Linked DNA regions of Sus scrofa: region 2 is linked to region 1. Evidence: chromatin contacts called from public HiChIP or PLAC-seq data. All regions are on one chromosome and are shown on one strand. The core of a region is the stretch at or near the end of the contact, and the rest is flanking DNA. Distances in the headings are between cores, read along the strand shown.

Region 1 (7,057 bases), core at 2,602-5,101:
GGGTCAACAGCCCAGCACCTGGCCCTTCCCAGGCTCTCTAAGGTTTGGAGGGTTGGACCCAAGACACATCCCCAGCCAAGACACAGGAGGCCACAGGGCCAGCAAAGCATCTGCCTTGGTCAAAGAGCAGCCCAGAAGCCATGAAGGCCTGGGCCCTCAGGGGAACTCTGGCCACTGAGCTGAGGCCTGGCCCGGTGCCAATGGGCACAGAAGCTCCCAGTCTTGCCAACCACTGGGATTGCATGACAGCCTTCCGCTTCTCCCCTGGCCTTGACATCTGTAGGCTGCAGAGAAAGTTACCCACTTCCTTTTTTAAGCATAACGACCTGCACTGCCACTGAGTTCCCTTCAAAGGCCCCCAGACCCCAGGGTACAGCTCCTCAAGTCCCAGCTTCCCCGGAGGCTCTGTGCAGTGGGGCGCACCCACCAGGCCTGTGTGCAGCACAGGGGAGCAGTTCCTAGACACCCAGGCCCCGAGCCCGATTCCCTGAACCGCGCTGTCTCTTCCACTCATCTCAGAATCCAAGTCTGGGGCGGAAAATGTGTTCTTTTTTCTTTGTTTGATGAGCGCCCCACCCCCACCCCTCCACCCCCCTACCCCGACCCCCGACCCTGTTATCCCGGGGCGAGCTGTCTGGCTGGGGGTCCATCACTTAGGGAGCTTTTGGCCTCCCTCCTCTCGTTGTCTCACATTTTCACGTTTGGCCTTTAGACGTCTTCCCGTGGTTCAGGATGAAACCAGAGAATTACAGCCACCGGGTGGGTTTCTTCCGTCAGAGCATGTACCCAGGCCTGGGGAGGACGGGGGAGCGTGGATGAGGCCTGAATGTGTCAGGAAGCCTCCTCCGAACTGGTGATCTTTGACCTGAGTCTTGAAGGATGAGCAGGGATTTATCAGGTGGCGGGGCTGGGAAAAGCATTCCAAGCGGAGGGAACAACATCGACCAAGACCTCAAGCTTGGGGGTGAGGCGGGAGGGCCAGCCCACGGCCCGTCCAGGAAAAAAACGACAGCAGAGTCAGGTGGAGATCCAGCAGGTGGCAGCAGAAAGGATGTACAGAGCCAGAGCCCCCAGCCCCTGCATGCCAGGCCAAAGCAATTCTGGAACAAATAGCAGTCCAGGGCCTACCATATGCCTGGCATGGCACCCCGAAGAGTAGAACAGACTGGGGGCACAGTGGGGGCGGGGAGGCAGGCTGTGACCTTGATCTAGGGGAGCAAAGGTGGGAGGGTCTGGCCGTAGGTGGGAAGTTCCGTGGATCATCTACCCTGTGACTGCACCTTCACCCAAAGGAAGGGCCTTATGGGAACTTGGAGGTGAGCCGTGGGGACCTCAGCTCACCTATGGGGCTGCTGCCCCGTCACTTCGGAGTCAAACTGGCTGCTTGTCGCTCCTTGCTACGAAGACTTTCAAGGAGAATGGACCGGTCCTGGAGGGGTCCATAGCTGCCCAAGAAAGCAGAGCACCCAGGCAGCCATGAAGCACAGCCCGCCAGGATGGTGTGGGAGCCCAGAGACAGGTGGTGCCCTCGGGCGAGGCTGGCAGGTGCGCAGAGGCTTGCACATTGGCAAGGGTCCTGTGAAAGCTTGTCATCCTTTTGACCGTGGATGACAAGGTAAAACTTATCATCCCAGTTGGCCACGACAGTCGGACTTCCAGACATGGGGGTCTCTGCCCAGGTCCCAGCTAAACCAGGAGCCCCGCTCCCCTCCTCTGCAACCGCCCAGCTCAGAGAGGACTCACACACCACTCTGTCAGTTTCTCAGCAGCCCCCCTGCCCTGGGATCCCATCCTGCTCACCCTGATTGGGTTTATGATACCCTGGCCAGCAAGGTACTAAGCCCCCCATCCCTGGGGGTGCCCGTTGCTTAGGGCACCCCCCCAACACACACACACACATGCAGCTCCCCTCGGCCATCTTGCCACGCCTCCCTTCTTTCCATGTCAAGAGCCTGCTGTGTTCTTACCACATCCCAGTCCCGGGGCGCACACCGCCCTGCCGCTCACTTACGCCAGGAGAGCAACCGAGATGGGAAGTGTTGCAAGTTCCTATGAAGGGGGACCGAGCAACACAGCGGCTGAGCACACGGCCTTTAGAACTTGTGTGACCTCGTTCAAACTCTATCTCCTTCATGTGTGACCTGGTGACCTTGGGAAAATTCTTTCATCTCTCTGGGTCTCTTATCTTCATCTGTAAGATAAGGACATGACGGCTTACACCAAAGGCCAGTGGTCAGGGATCGGTGACATTGTTCCTTTGAGGCAGGGCACCCACACAGCCAGAACTCAATGTATGTGCGTTCCTGGTATTGCCTTTTTTTTTTTTTTTTTCCCTTTGGTCTTTTTTTTAAGGCCACACCCTCGGCATATAGAGGTTCCCAGGTTAGGGGTTGAATCAGAGCTACAGCTGCCAGCCTACATACACCACAGCCACAGCCACATCCACGCGGGATCTGAGCTCTATCTGTGACCCACACCACAGCTCACGGCATCGCCAGATCCTTAACCCACTGAGCAAGACCAGGGATTGTACCTGTGTCTTCATGGATGCCAGATTCATTAACCCCTGAGCTACGACCGGAACTCCCCTGGTATTGCCTTTGATGTTATTTTTGGTAGTTTTCTTGCTGGTGACTCCAGTGTGGAGCCCTGGGTGGGAGGCTGGAGGCCTGACCCTGTCATCCACCAGGAATTGGCATTATCCATCTCTGAAATTAACAGACTGAACAAGGCCTGGCTTCCACACTCCTCTCCAGGAGGAGCTGCTTGACTGAGCTCACAGTGACCTGCCGGCCACCTGACACTGTTCTCAAACTGGGCCCCTGGGCCCTTTTTTGGAGCATCCTGGGCTTTTGTCAGATTCTTCGTAGAGCTTGGTACCAAGAGGTCAAGAACTCGCCTGAGCTAGTTGACCCCCAGCGCCCTTTCAGCTTGGTCATTCCATGCCCCTACCCTGAACGAGCCTGGCCTTGGCCAACAGTGTCTGAAGAGGGACAGGCCTGGAGTTCCCGTCGTGGCTCAGTGGTTAACAAATCCGACTAGGAACCATGGGGTTGCGGGTTTGATCCCTGGCCTTGCTCAGTGGGTTAGGGATCCGGCATTGCCGTGACCTGTGGTTTAGGTCGCAGACACAGCTCGGATCCCATGTTGCTGTGGCTCTGGCATAGGCCAGTAGCTACGGCTCTGAGTAGACCCCTAGCCCGGGAACCTCCATATGCCGTGGGAAGCGGTCCTAGAAAAGGCAGAAAGATTAAAAAAAAAGAGAGAGAGAGACAGGCCTGCTTTGGTGGCCATGGTCATGGGCTGAGTCAGAAGAAAGCCCTGGGCGGGAACTCCACGCAGCAGCGCAGCGACCCAGCTCTCTGGGCTGGGGGCGCAGGGCAGTTTCCTGTTTTAGCACCGAGACTGACCAGAATCAGCATCGTTTCAAAGCAGGCAGGTATTCCCCACACGGGTGTTCAGGTCTGAGCTCACTGGCCACAATCCACAGGTTCGTTCTTTCTGCTGTGACAACCATGGTGGCCGAAACAGGCCCAAAGCATCTTTCCTGTCAGGACCCCCCCCACCACCACCACCTTCTAAAGATGACAAGACTGAGGCCGAGAAAGTTCCGGTGACCTGCCCCAGAGCACCCACCGGCTCAGCTGCAGGGGACGCAGGCCTTCTGTCCCCTCCATCCCGCACCTGCCTCCACCTGGGTCATGAGCGCCCTCCATGGTGGGCTGTCACACGCCAGGGGACAGAACTGAAGCTGAGCCTGGTACCAGCCCCCTCCAGACCCCTCCCTGGCACTGCTGGGGAGGATGGCACAGGGCTTCCCCTCTCGAGGCAGGAAGTGGTGGGCGAGGCTTAAAACAGTCTGAGAAGGGAAAACAACCCTCTGAGCAGTGAAGCAAACACCGTGACGGCCCTCCCCCGGCCCTGCCCCCAGTCATCAGGGACCACAAACACCACCCCGGCCAGGCAGGCCCCGCCTCATCATCAGGACTGACCGCCTCTCCCTCTCTCATCTCCACAGGCTTCTGGGACTCCTCGCTGAACCCCCGGCGAGGAGGTGGGAGCCCAGCGGAGCCCCCAAGAGACCCAGCCCCCGGAGCACCCCCAGCCTCCAGCCTCAGGTCCCCCTCGCGTTGCGAAAACTGCGAAAACTGCTCGTGTGAAATCGAACTGTCCTTAGGAAACGGCCGCCTGTGGTTTGTGAACCCCATCTTCATCGAGGACTGCAGCAGCGCCCTGCCGGCCCCCCCGCCGCCCCCTGGAAGCGGCCCCTCGCGCCCGCCGCCTCCCACCTCCGACGCTACCTCACCCACCTGCAGGTGGGCCCCTCGCCGCCCGGCGCCCCCTCCCCCGGCGCTGCCCCTCCATCCCCCCAGCTCCAGCCGGCCTCCTGCACCCCCCGCTCCCGCTCCGGCCTGCCCTTCGCCTGGTTCTCCCCAGCGGCTGCTCCCCCACTTCCAGAGGCCCTTCCTCCCACACCCCCAGCGTCTGCCCCCCACCTCGCACCCCATGCTCCGGGCCCCCCTGACCCTCCGAGCCAGCCACCCATGACAGCCTGTGAGAGGCTCCCACGCCTCCTCGCAGGCCTGGCCCCCCTCAGGGAGGAAGAGATGAAGCCGGGGGCGGCCCCCAGCCCCTTGCAGACCCCCGCCCCTCCAGTGCCTGCCAAGAAGGCCCTCCCCCCTGCCCCTCCCAGACGACGCATCTCGGAGAAGGTCTCCCTGGAGGGCCAGGGTGCAGGGAAGGTGGACAGTGGGGCAGCGGCAGAGGGGGGCCCGCCGAGCCTCTCCAGGGCATCACCGCTCAGCCTGCCTCCCCAGGGGACCTCAGACAGCCCTGGGGACAGGCCTCAGAGGACCACAGAGCCAGGCCAGGAAGCAGCGGCCCAAGCCAGCGAGCCGGGCAGCATGCCAGAGCCTCCGAGGAAGATCCGGCAACCCCCGGTCCCGCCCCCCAGGAAGAAACGGATCTCCCGGCAGCTGGCCTCGGTCCTGCCAACCCCCTTGGAGAGCGCTGAACGTTCTGCGGAGGGGGCGGCCCCCAAGAATCCCACGCCTGGTCCACCCAGAGAAGGCCAGGGTCCTGCCTCCCCTACCAGGACTCAGAGCCCGCAGGCCCGGGCCAGGGCCCAGCCTCAGAGCGCGTCGGAGTTCAAGGGCTCCCTGGCCTCCCTCTCGGACAGCTTGGGAGTGCCTGCCACGGCCACAGACCAGGACTCCTACTCGACCAGCAGCACGGAGGAGGAGCTGGAGCATTTCAGCGGCCCCAGCGGGGGCGGCTGTGGCGGCATGAAGAAGAAGCCCTCCGTGATCCTGGGCAAAGCGCGGCACCGCCTGAGCTTCGCCAGCTTCTCCAGCGTCTTCAACGCCTTCCTCTCCAACAACCGCAAGCTGTACAAGAAGGTGGTGGAGCTGGCCCAGGACAAGGCCACGTACTTCGGCAACCTGGTGCAGGACTACAAAGTCTACAGCCTGGAGATGATGACGCACCAGGCCTCCAGCACCGAGATGCTGCAGGAGATCCGCACCATGATGACCCAGCTCAAGAGCTACCTGCTGCAGAGCACCGAGCTCAAGGCGCTGGTGGACCCTGCCCTGCACTCCGAGGAGGAGCTAGGTCGGTCCCCGGCCCCGGCCCCGGCCTGTCCAGGCCCCACAGCGCAGCGGCTGGGAGTGGGTGGGAGCCAGGGCTAATCCCGGGCAGTCCGCCCTTTCCAGGAACTAACCCCTCTTCCCTTCTGCCCCTTTGTTCCACGTTCGGCCCCTGTGCCCAGTTAGGTGGCAGAAGACCCTTAACCACCTAAGAGCTGGGCTGCGCCCCGCTCCTGGTGGTATGGGGGAGAGAAGTCACCAGGAGCAGTCAGAGGCCAAAGAAGTGCTGACACGCGTGGCTGCTGAGGGCCAGGGGCGGTCTCTGGAGACCTGGTGGCTTCAGAGATGAAGGGACCCCAGAGGGCCTGGGGTCTTATTTTGCAGATGAGGGAAAAGGTCCTGAAAAGGGAAAGGACTTGGCCAAGGTCGTGGGGGAGCGGGGCAGTGGGGAAGCTGACCGCAGGTCCCCACTTCCAGGTCGTCACCCCTCTAGCTGCAGAGGCTCTGAGGGCCTGGAAGGATGGACGGGAGAGGGGCCAGGAAGGCAAGGACGGCCACGTGTTCTCCTCTTGAAGAGGCTGGAGAAGCAAAGGGGAGGAGGGAGGTGGAAGATGAGGCCCCAGGGCAGCCAGGACCAGCCCCAAACCCAGTCCTGGGCCAGCCCCGCCCACACGGCCAGGGAGCTTATCTGGGCCTCCGCTGAACTCAGCCCTGGGAACCTGGGCCCCTCCCTCGCCTCCCAGGCCCTGGGACAGCTCAGGCGTCTCCCTACAGGGACCTTTCCCCACTGGACCAATAGCTGAGACCTTCCCTCTGGGACTGGGTAGAACCACAGAGACGTCCCAGGAATATTTCCTTACTGCCAACCAAAGCTGGTCATTGCCCTGATGTCAAGTCAGCCCAGGTTCAAATCCTTGTTCAACCCCCAACGCGCTGTGTGACCGCCCCCCCCCCCACCTGCAGAGCCTGAAGTTGGTCCATCTGTCCAGTGGGGTAATGGCGTGTATGTCGCAGAGTTGCTGTGAGATCACAGATGACTAATTCTCCTTCCACTAGCTGATCAGCCCGCCTCTTGGATAAGCTGACATTCTGAACAGAGAAGGAATAAGCCATGTGGATAGAACCCTGTGTGTTCCTGCAGGCACTGGAAGTAGCAGGTGCAAAGGCCCTGAGGCAGGAGCAAGCCTGGCAGACTGCCAGAGCAGCATGAGCACAGGGAGCAAGCAAGGTGATGAGTGAGAGAGGTCACAGAGAAAGGTCACAGAGAGGGCTTGCAGGCCACAGGAAGGACTTTGGCTTCCATCGGGCATGAGATGGGAGCCGTTACAGGGTTCTGAGCAGAGGAATGTCGTGATCAAACATGGCATAAAAGGCTTATGCTGGTTGCTGTGTTGAGAATGGACTAAAAGAAGCCAGGGCAAGAGGCTATGGACATAACTCAGGTAAGAGATGATGACAGCCAGGTCAAG
Region 2 (7,057 bases), core at 1,945-4,444, 94 kb after region 1:
CAGGACAGTGGGTTAAGGACTGGCATTGCTGCAGCTTGTGGCATGGGTAGGGGTTACAGCTGTTGCTCAGATCTGCTCTCTGGCCTGAGAATTCCACATGCCATGGATAGGCCAAAAAAGAATTTTTTTTTTTTTGCTTTTTAGGGCCAAATCTGCAGCATATGGAAGTTCCCAGGCTAGGGGTTAATCAGAGCTGCAGCCGCTGGCCTGCATCACAGCCACAGCAACACAAGATCCAAACCACATCTGTGACCTACACCACAGCTCACGGCCATACTGGATCCTTAACCCACTGATCAGGGGCCAGGGATTGGACCTGCGTCCTCACGGATGCTTGACCTGCTAAGCCACCACAGGAACTCCCAGGAAAACAATTTTTTAAAATTAAAAGAAAAAAATAATGGAGATGGGGGGTGAGGAGGATCTTCAGTTCTGCAGAACCACCTGAAATGCGTCAGATTGTTCTACATAGTCCCTTGAGGAGGAACTAAGGGTCCGTTTTGTTGCTGAACTATTGTTTCTCGGCTGCTTCCCGTGGTTTCTGCATTCCTTCACTTCCCTAACTAGTAACTGCTTAAGTCTGCTCTTTGGAACTCAAGGAAGCCCTGGGAGACCAATGCCTTTTTCTACAAACAATAAACAGGGGATACAGGGGGCTTTTGTACCCAGGAAGGCCCTAAAAGATCCTGCTCAGTTTAAATTCCCCTTTTTCTTGGCTATTTCTCAATCCTGAGGGGAATAGGGGTGGGACAAGAAAAGGAGTAAGGTTTTGGATAGAGAGGCTAAGGAAACCTCGGCAAGAAAACTGTTTTGGGGGGGTTTGGTTTCAAGGGCAAGGTAGGTGGGAAGGGGTGCAGAGATTCCATGCCACTCTGTGGGCATCCCCACTTGTTCACCAATCAGGATGCTCTCCAAACTCTGTCCCTGTGGGTTTTTATGGAGGCTTTATTACATATTCATTGACCACCGGAGATTTATTGGATTTATTCCACGTTTAGCCCATTCTTAGTGCTTCCAAAAGCCATCTCATTAACATAACAAAAGACACTTTGGGGGCTTTTTTTTTTTTGTCTTTTTAGGGCCACTTGCACCCTTGGCATATGGAGGTTCCCAGGCTAGGGATCTAATCAGAGCTGTTGCACCACCGCCACAGCAACACCAGATCTGAGTCATGTCTGTGACCTACACCACAGCTCACAGCGACACTGGACCCTTGACCCACTGAGCAAGGCCAGAGATCAAACCTGCTTGCTCATGGATGCTAGTCAGATTCATTTCCACTGAGCCACGATGGGAACTCCAAGTAACTTTTTATCACTCTTAACACTTAGGAAATTCCTAGCATTTTGGGAATTTTGAGCCTGGAATGTGGACCAAGACAAAATTATAGACGGAAGTTTGACGGCTGGAGCATCCTTCGTTTACTGATATGGCAGGTGACATTCTTAGTTCACATGCCTCAAGCCCGATTGCTTCTCCACGCTGACGTCCACCCTCCTGCCCCTTCCGCTCCTGCAGTCCTGGCCGGCTGGCCCTGCCTCCAGGTATCTGCACTCCCTCCTCCTCTCTGCTGCCCCAGGTGCTCTGAGCTCACTCCCTTACCTCCTTCAGTCCTTTGCAGAGGTGTCACCTTCTCATTCAGCCTTCCCTGACGGTCCTATTGAAAACCACAACTTCCATCCCAGACACCAGCCTCTCCTTCCCTGCTTTGTAATTTCCCTAGCACTGAGCACCATCCCAGGTGCCAGAATTTGATTCATTTTACCTGTCTCCTCTTATTAGAATATAAGCTCCATGAGAACAGGGATCTTTGTTTTGGTCCCTTCTGTACATATTCCTAGAACCTAGATTTACACTAAGCACATAGCAAAGCTCAATAAATATTTGCTGAATCAATCAATGAATTTTCCAAAAGGTCATTTTATTTATTTATTTATTTTTAAGGGCCACAGCCACGGCACATGGAGGTTCCCAGGCTAGGGGTCAGATCAGAGCTACGGCTGCTGGCCTACGCTACAGCCATAGCAACGCCAGATCCGAGCCGCATCTGCAACCTACACCACAGCTCAAGGCAATGCCAGATTCTTAACCCACTGAGCGATGCCAGGGATTGAACCCACAACCTCATGGTTCCTAGTAGGATTCCTTTCCACTGTGCCATGGTGGGAACACCCAAAAGATAATTTTAAAAAAGAAAAGGAGGAGTTCCCAGATAACTCTGTGGGCTAAGGATCTGTCATTGTCACTGCTGGGGCACAGGTTTGATCCCTGGCCTGGGAATTTCTGAATGCCATGGGTAAGGGAAAAAAAGAAAGAAAGAAAGAAAGAAAAAAGAAATGGAGTTTGGAGTTTGTACTGATCAAGAGTAAAATTCCTTATTGTTCATAGAAAGGAGAAACCTTTGAAGGGTTCCACTTTCCGCAAGTCCCTGCCTTAAAAATGCCACACGTATCCTTAGAAGAGAGCAGCATGACCTTGTGAGCTCAGTCCTAGATCTGTCTGCTCTTACCTGCTGATCACAAGACTGGTCATGAGGCAGGAGACAGATGGGGCTCCAGGACAGACATTCGCAACCAGCCTCTTGTTTACACCTCCCGAGGCAGGAGATGAGTGGGCTCTGGGATAGGCATTTACTGTCAGCTGCCTATCTATACGTCCAGACAGACGTAATAGGCACAAGGCAGATAATCGGTACTGTGACCTTGTTCAGGAATGGTAATGGCAGCATCAAAAGAGGGGCTAAGCCCTGCTTGGGCAAAAGACCAAGCGGCCACATAGTTCCCATCCTTAGGGTCAGGGAGACCCCCCCAACCCCACATGCACAGAGAGACCCATCCGGGTCATAAAGGGAGGGGGTGCCAGCCGTAATAAATCTGGATAACCTTCCCACCATGCCTTGCTTGGGAATCCATCTTGGCCAAAAATGCCCACGGAGATCAGGGAGGGTCCTGGATCTGGTCAAGTGTGAAAGACGAAACAAGACAATTGGCCAGGAGTTCTCTTAGGGGCTCAGTGGTAATGAACCCGCCTAGCATCCATGAGGATAGGGGTTCCCATTACCGTGAGCTGTGGCGTAGGTCACAGATGCCTCTTGGATCTGGCGTTGCTGTGGCTGGGGCTGGGGCTGGCAGCTGTGGCTCCGACTGGACTTCTAGCCTGGGAACTTCCCTATTCCCTGGGTGCGGCTCTAAAAAGCCGAGATAATAATAATAATAATAGTAATTGACCAATGGAAAACAGTGACTCAGAAGAACTGTTCTATGTAAGTGATTTAAATCACCTCTCTGGCGAGCTTCTCATGCAGGGGGACACCCACACCTGTGCTCTTCTAAGTGTGTATTCCTGCTTGGCTTCTGCCCTAGATAAATAGACTGCACCGTGTGCTCTCCCAGATGCTGTCCTGTGTTTCTCACAGGAAACTTTGTACCTCTTTCTACAGTCTTTTGCCTCCTCGAAACATTCTTGCTTTCAACAAGGACAAGGGTCAGGGCAATTCTGCTTTTAGCCTCCAGTTAGTCTCGTGGCTAGAATTCCTGGTTTTCACCCGGGGTGCCCCCGGTTCATTTCCTGAGCAGAGAGTTAAGATCTTGATCCAAGCCATTCCGCATTGCTGTCTCTCTGAGGTCAGTCACATCACGCAGCTGGGGCTACAGCATTGAGTAGAATGAGGTGTACATACGCACACAGCCACATGTACTCATCCATGTGCCAATTCATTCATGCTTCAGGCCTCCCTTGCAGGACTCACTACCTTGTTCATAACTGTCAATGTCCTTATCTATTCACATAGACTTTGAGCTCTTTGAGAGCATTTTATCTGTCATCCTAATGCCTAGCCATGCCTGGCACAGACTAGGCAACTCAACAAAAATGGAATGAGTAGGTCATTGTCTGTGCATGCGGATCAGAAAGAAGAATTTTCCAGCATAAGGAGGTGAAAAGAAAGAAGTTTATTGAGATAAGAGACACTGCAAGCACAGTGGGACTTCCTGATGGTCAGGGGGAGCCGACCCCGGGCCAGTGGTTGTGTGTTTTCATAGCTCAGGGAGAGGAGAAGTCTCGGGATACATCTGCTGACCTGCTGATTGGTTGGAGAAAGAGGGGTCTCACATACACTTGCTGGTTGGGAGCATATAAGGGCCCATAGGGACTGGCTGAAGAGTGGGCCGCATACCTTTCCTGGTAGAGAGTAGGAAGAAGTAAGACAGGTCGTTCAAGGTGGGAGAGGGGGCATTACAATGAGACAGGGGTGGGGGGTGATGAGAAGGGTCTGGTAACTCTTGTCTTGGCCAGAAGCTTTGAGTTCTATCTCCTTGAAGGGGCCTTGGAGCCCAACGTAGGTGAATGGGAAGAGTGGTGAGTATGAAAGAAGGCCAGCACCCGGGGAAGACACAAGGCTTGTCTTCAGAATGGGGGGGACACCTGTCTGGATGGAGTGGAGGAGACCTGTTGGGAATCACATTGCACGGGTTAAGCAAGGCATTGAGTCTCTGCGGGCTGCCTCAATTCTCTCGTTGGGAGAGAAAAGGCCAGTCGGGAAGGACTCAAGTTGAAGCAAGCACACATTTATTTGGCTGCTCCTCTGGGGGAGTCACTTCACCCAGGTACCACATCTGCCTTCAGATGCTGTACCTCTAAGTAGAGAGTAACAGCAATTTACATGGGGGTGAGATCAATGACACAGCAGTGCCCCTTCCTGGCCCCATCACAAGGCATCTTTCTCTCCTCCCTCTGCCCTCTAGGACCAGGCAGTCTGGCACTAGCCCTTCTTCCTGAGACTCTCACCTTCTCAGCCTCCTGGCTCCTAAGGGGAGGGGGCTACTCTGGCCCTGCCACTTGGCCCCTCCACCAATGTCACACGCAACTGCAAGATGGCATCTTCCTGAGGAGTGATGAAGATCCCGCCCCCCACCTCAGGCCTGGGGAACTCCACCAGGTCTTTCTATGCCTGCATGCCTCCAGCATTTTAGCAGAATGTTCTACCTCCATGTTCCTGGCATCCTTGAGAGTCAAGCAGGGAAGCTACTTGAGATGAGATTGGCATTGAGGGTTAGGCAGCCGGGATGGGAGATTTGGTTCGCTTCAACTTCTTTCACTCTCATCCTTTCAGTGATGAACAATACTGTTTCTGGAGTTCCCGTTGTGGTGAGCTGTAGTGTAGGCTGAAGACTCAGCTCAGATCTGGCGTCACTCCGGCTGTGGTATATGCTGACAGCTGTAGCTCTGATTCGACCCCTGGTTGGGGAACTTCCCTAAAAAAAAAAAAAAAAAAAAAATTTCTGCAGTCCCAGATGCACCACTTGCTTCCTGTTTGGCCTTGGGAAAGTAACTTAAATCTCTCTCTTTTTTTTAAGAGCTGCATCCATGGCATATGGAGATTCCCAGGCTGGGGGTTGAATCAAAGCTACAGGCGGCCAGCCTATGCCAGAGCCACAGCAACCTAAGATCCCAGCCTTGTCTGCAGTCTATACCACAGGTCATGGCAACACCAGATCCTTAACCACTGAGCAAGGCCAGGGATCGAACCTGCATCCTCATGGATACTAGTCGGATTCGATTCTACTGCACCACAAAGGGAACTCCTAACTTAAACCTCTCTAAATCTCAATGTCTCCATCTGTTAAACAGGGTATGTATTAGTCAGATTTCATTAGACAAGGCTGTGTAAGAAATGATTTCACATCTTTAAAAACAAAGGTTTATTTTGTGCTCATGTAATTTGTTAGGAAGGCATGGGCTGTTTCCCATCTCTTTCCTTCCAGGACCCAGGCTGAGAGAACAGCTCCATCTGGGACAGGCCATTCTCATGAGAGAGGAAAAAATCAAGAGCCCTGGTAGAAATACACAGTGGCTCTTAACATGACTGCTCAGATGTGGTGAAAGGCATATCCCTTCTATTGGTCAAATCAAGTCACATGATCAAGCCTGACATCTGAAAGGCTGGAAAAGACACTCTTCCTACAGGATGCATTGTAGTCACATGGCAACAGCTATGACGTACAGTCTTTACTGACCTGAAACAACTAGACTCCCATGTATTTCTCTGCCAAAGATGGGTTTATCTGGGATCAGCAGAGAATTGCAATTTGCATTTTTTTCTTTTTTGGCCACACCTGCCACATGTGGAAGTTCCCAGGCCAGGGATCAAACTGGCACCTTAGCAGCGACTTGAGCCACAGCAGTGACAATGCCAGGTCCTTAACCCATTGAACCACCAGGGAACTCCTGCAGTTTGTGGTTTTGCAACCATGGTGAATCGCCTGCAATTGTGCACCTGTGCAAAGGAAGGAGACCACTTTTATAGAGGGGGAAAGGAAGTTGGGAGGGCTTTAGTAAACAAAGTGTCTGAAGCTTTTCATTGGCTGAGTTGTTACCAAGAAAGATACTTCTGGTTGGGCTCTACTTTGGTCACAAAGTGTGAGAGCTCCCCCTTCTGGTCTCCCAACTCTATCTAATGTAGGCTTGTTTCTTGATTTTTTACATCTCTGAGGGGAACAACAATGCCACCTACCACAGGATAATAACAGTACTTGCTTATGGCTAGTGTAAGACGTGAAACATGTCTAACATGTCTAACACTTAACACAATATACAGCACTCAATAAGGGCATAGGAACAATTAGAGGCTCTTATTATCATCATTATTATTTCTAGTGCTGCTGAGTTTTTCTGTTCACTGGACTGGGCTAAACCTGTCTTGAGAGGTGGAAAAGAAGGAGCTGTTAACACACCCAATATTTAATTTGGAGACAGTAAAACACTGTGCCTAAGGGAATAATGTGGATTCCTTATTAGGGCACGTGATCTTAGATAAGCTAACTTCTGAGGTCCTTGGGACTATGTTGTAGGCTTGTTATTTAGGCCAAATTAGTCCAACCTTGCACACAAAGTAGGTGCTGAGTATTCATTGCATTATTTTATTTTTAATTTTTTATTTTTTTTTAATTTTTTGGCTTTATCAAGGGCTGTACTTGAGGCATATGTAGGTTCCCAGGCTAGGGGTTGAATCAGAGCTACACCTGCAGGCCTATGCCACAGCAACACAGGCTCTGAGCAT

The links. HiChIP or PLAC-seq counts read pairs in DNA pulled down with a chosen protein or histone mark.
Region 2: a contact with region 1 is called in an H3K27ac HiChIP or PLAC-seq map of alveolar macrophages. The contact joins two enhancer-like sites. A contact is called at or near these places in 9 of 47 Hi-C or Micro-C datasets (brain, embryonic fibroblasts, fibroblasts and 6 more) and 2 of 2 datasets of contacts at active chromatin or transcription factors (alveolar macrophages and skeletal muscle).

Annotation. Positions count from the first base shown.
Region 1 is chr7:114,134,995-114,142,051 of Sscrofa11.1, forward strand. RIN3 (ras and Rab interactor 3) reads left to right here. Exons shown (of 11, transcript XM_021099628.1): 6 at 4,019-4,426; 7 at 4,459-5,613. Among named protein-coding and RNA genes, the nearest start is that of LGMN, 72 kb to the right of the region's middle. Within about 2 kb of position 3,852, at least 27 of the 83 cell types and tissues checked have an H3K27ac peak or open chromatin away from gene starts, as enhancers often do. A contact at or near this core is called in alveolar macrophages, omental adipose tissue and retroperitoneal adipose tissue, where this site is marked.
Region 2 is chr7:114,229,242-114,236,298 of Sscrofa11.1, forward strand. No RefSeq gene overlaps it. Among named protein-coding and RNA genes, the nearest start is that of GOLGA5, 4.3 kb to the right of the region's middle. Within about 2 kb of position 3,195, at least 11 of the 83 cell types and tissues checked have an H3K27ac peak or open chromatin away from gene starts, as enhancers often do. A contact at or near this core is called in alveolar macrophages, omental adipose tissue and retroperitoneal adipose tissue, where this site is marked.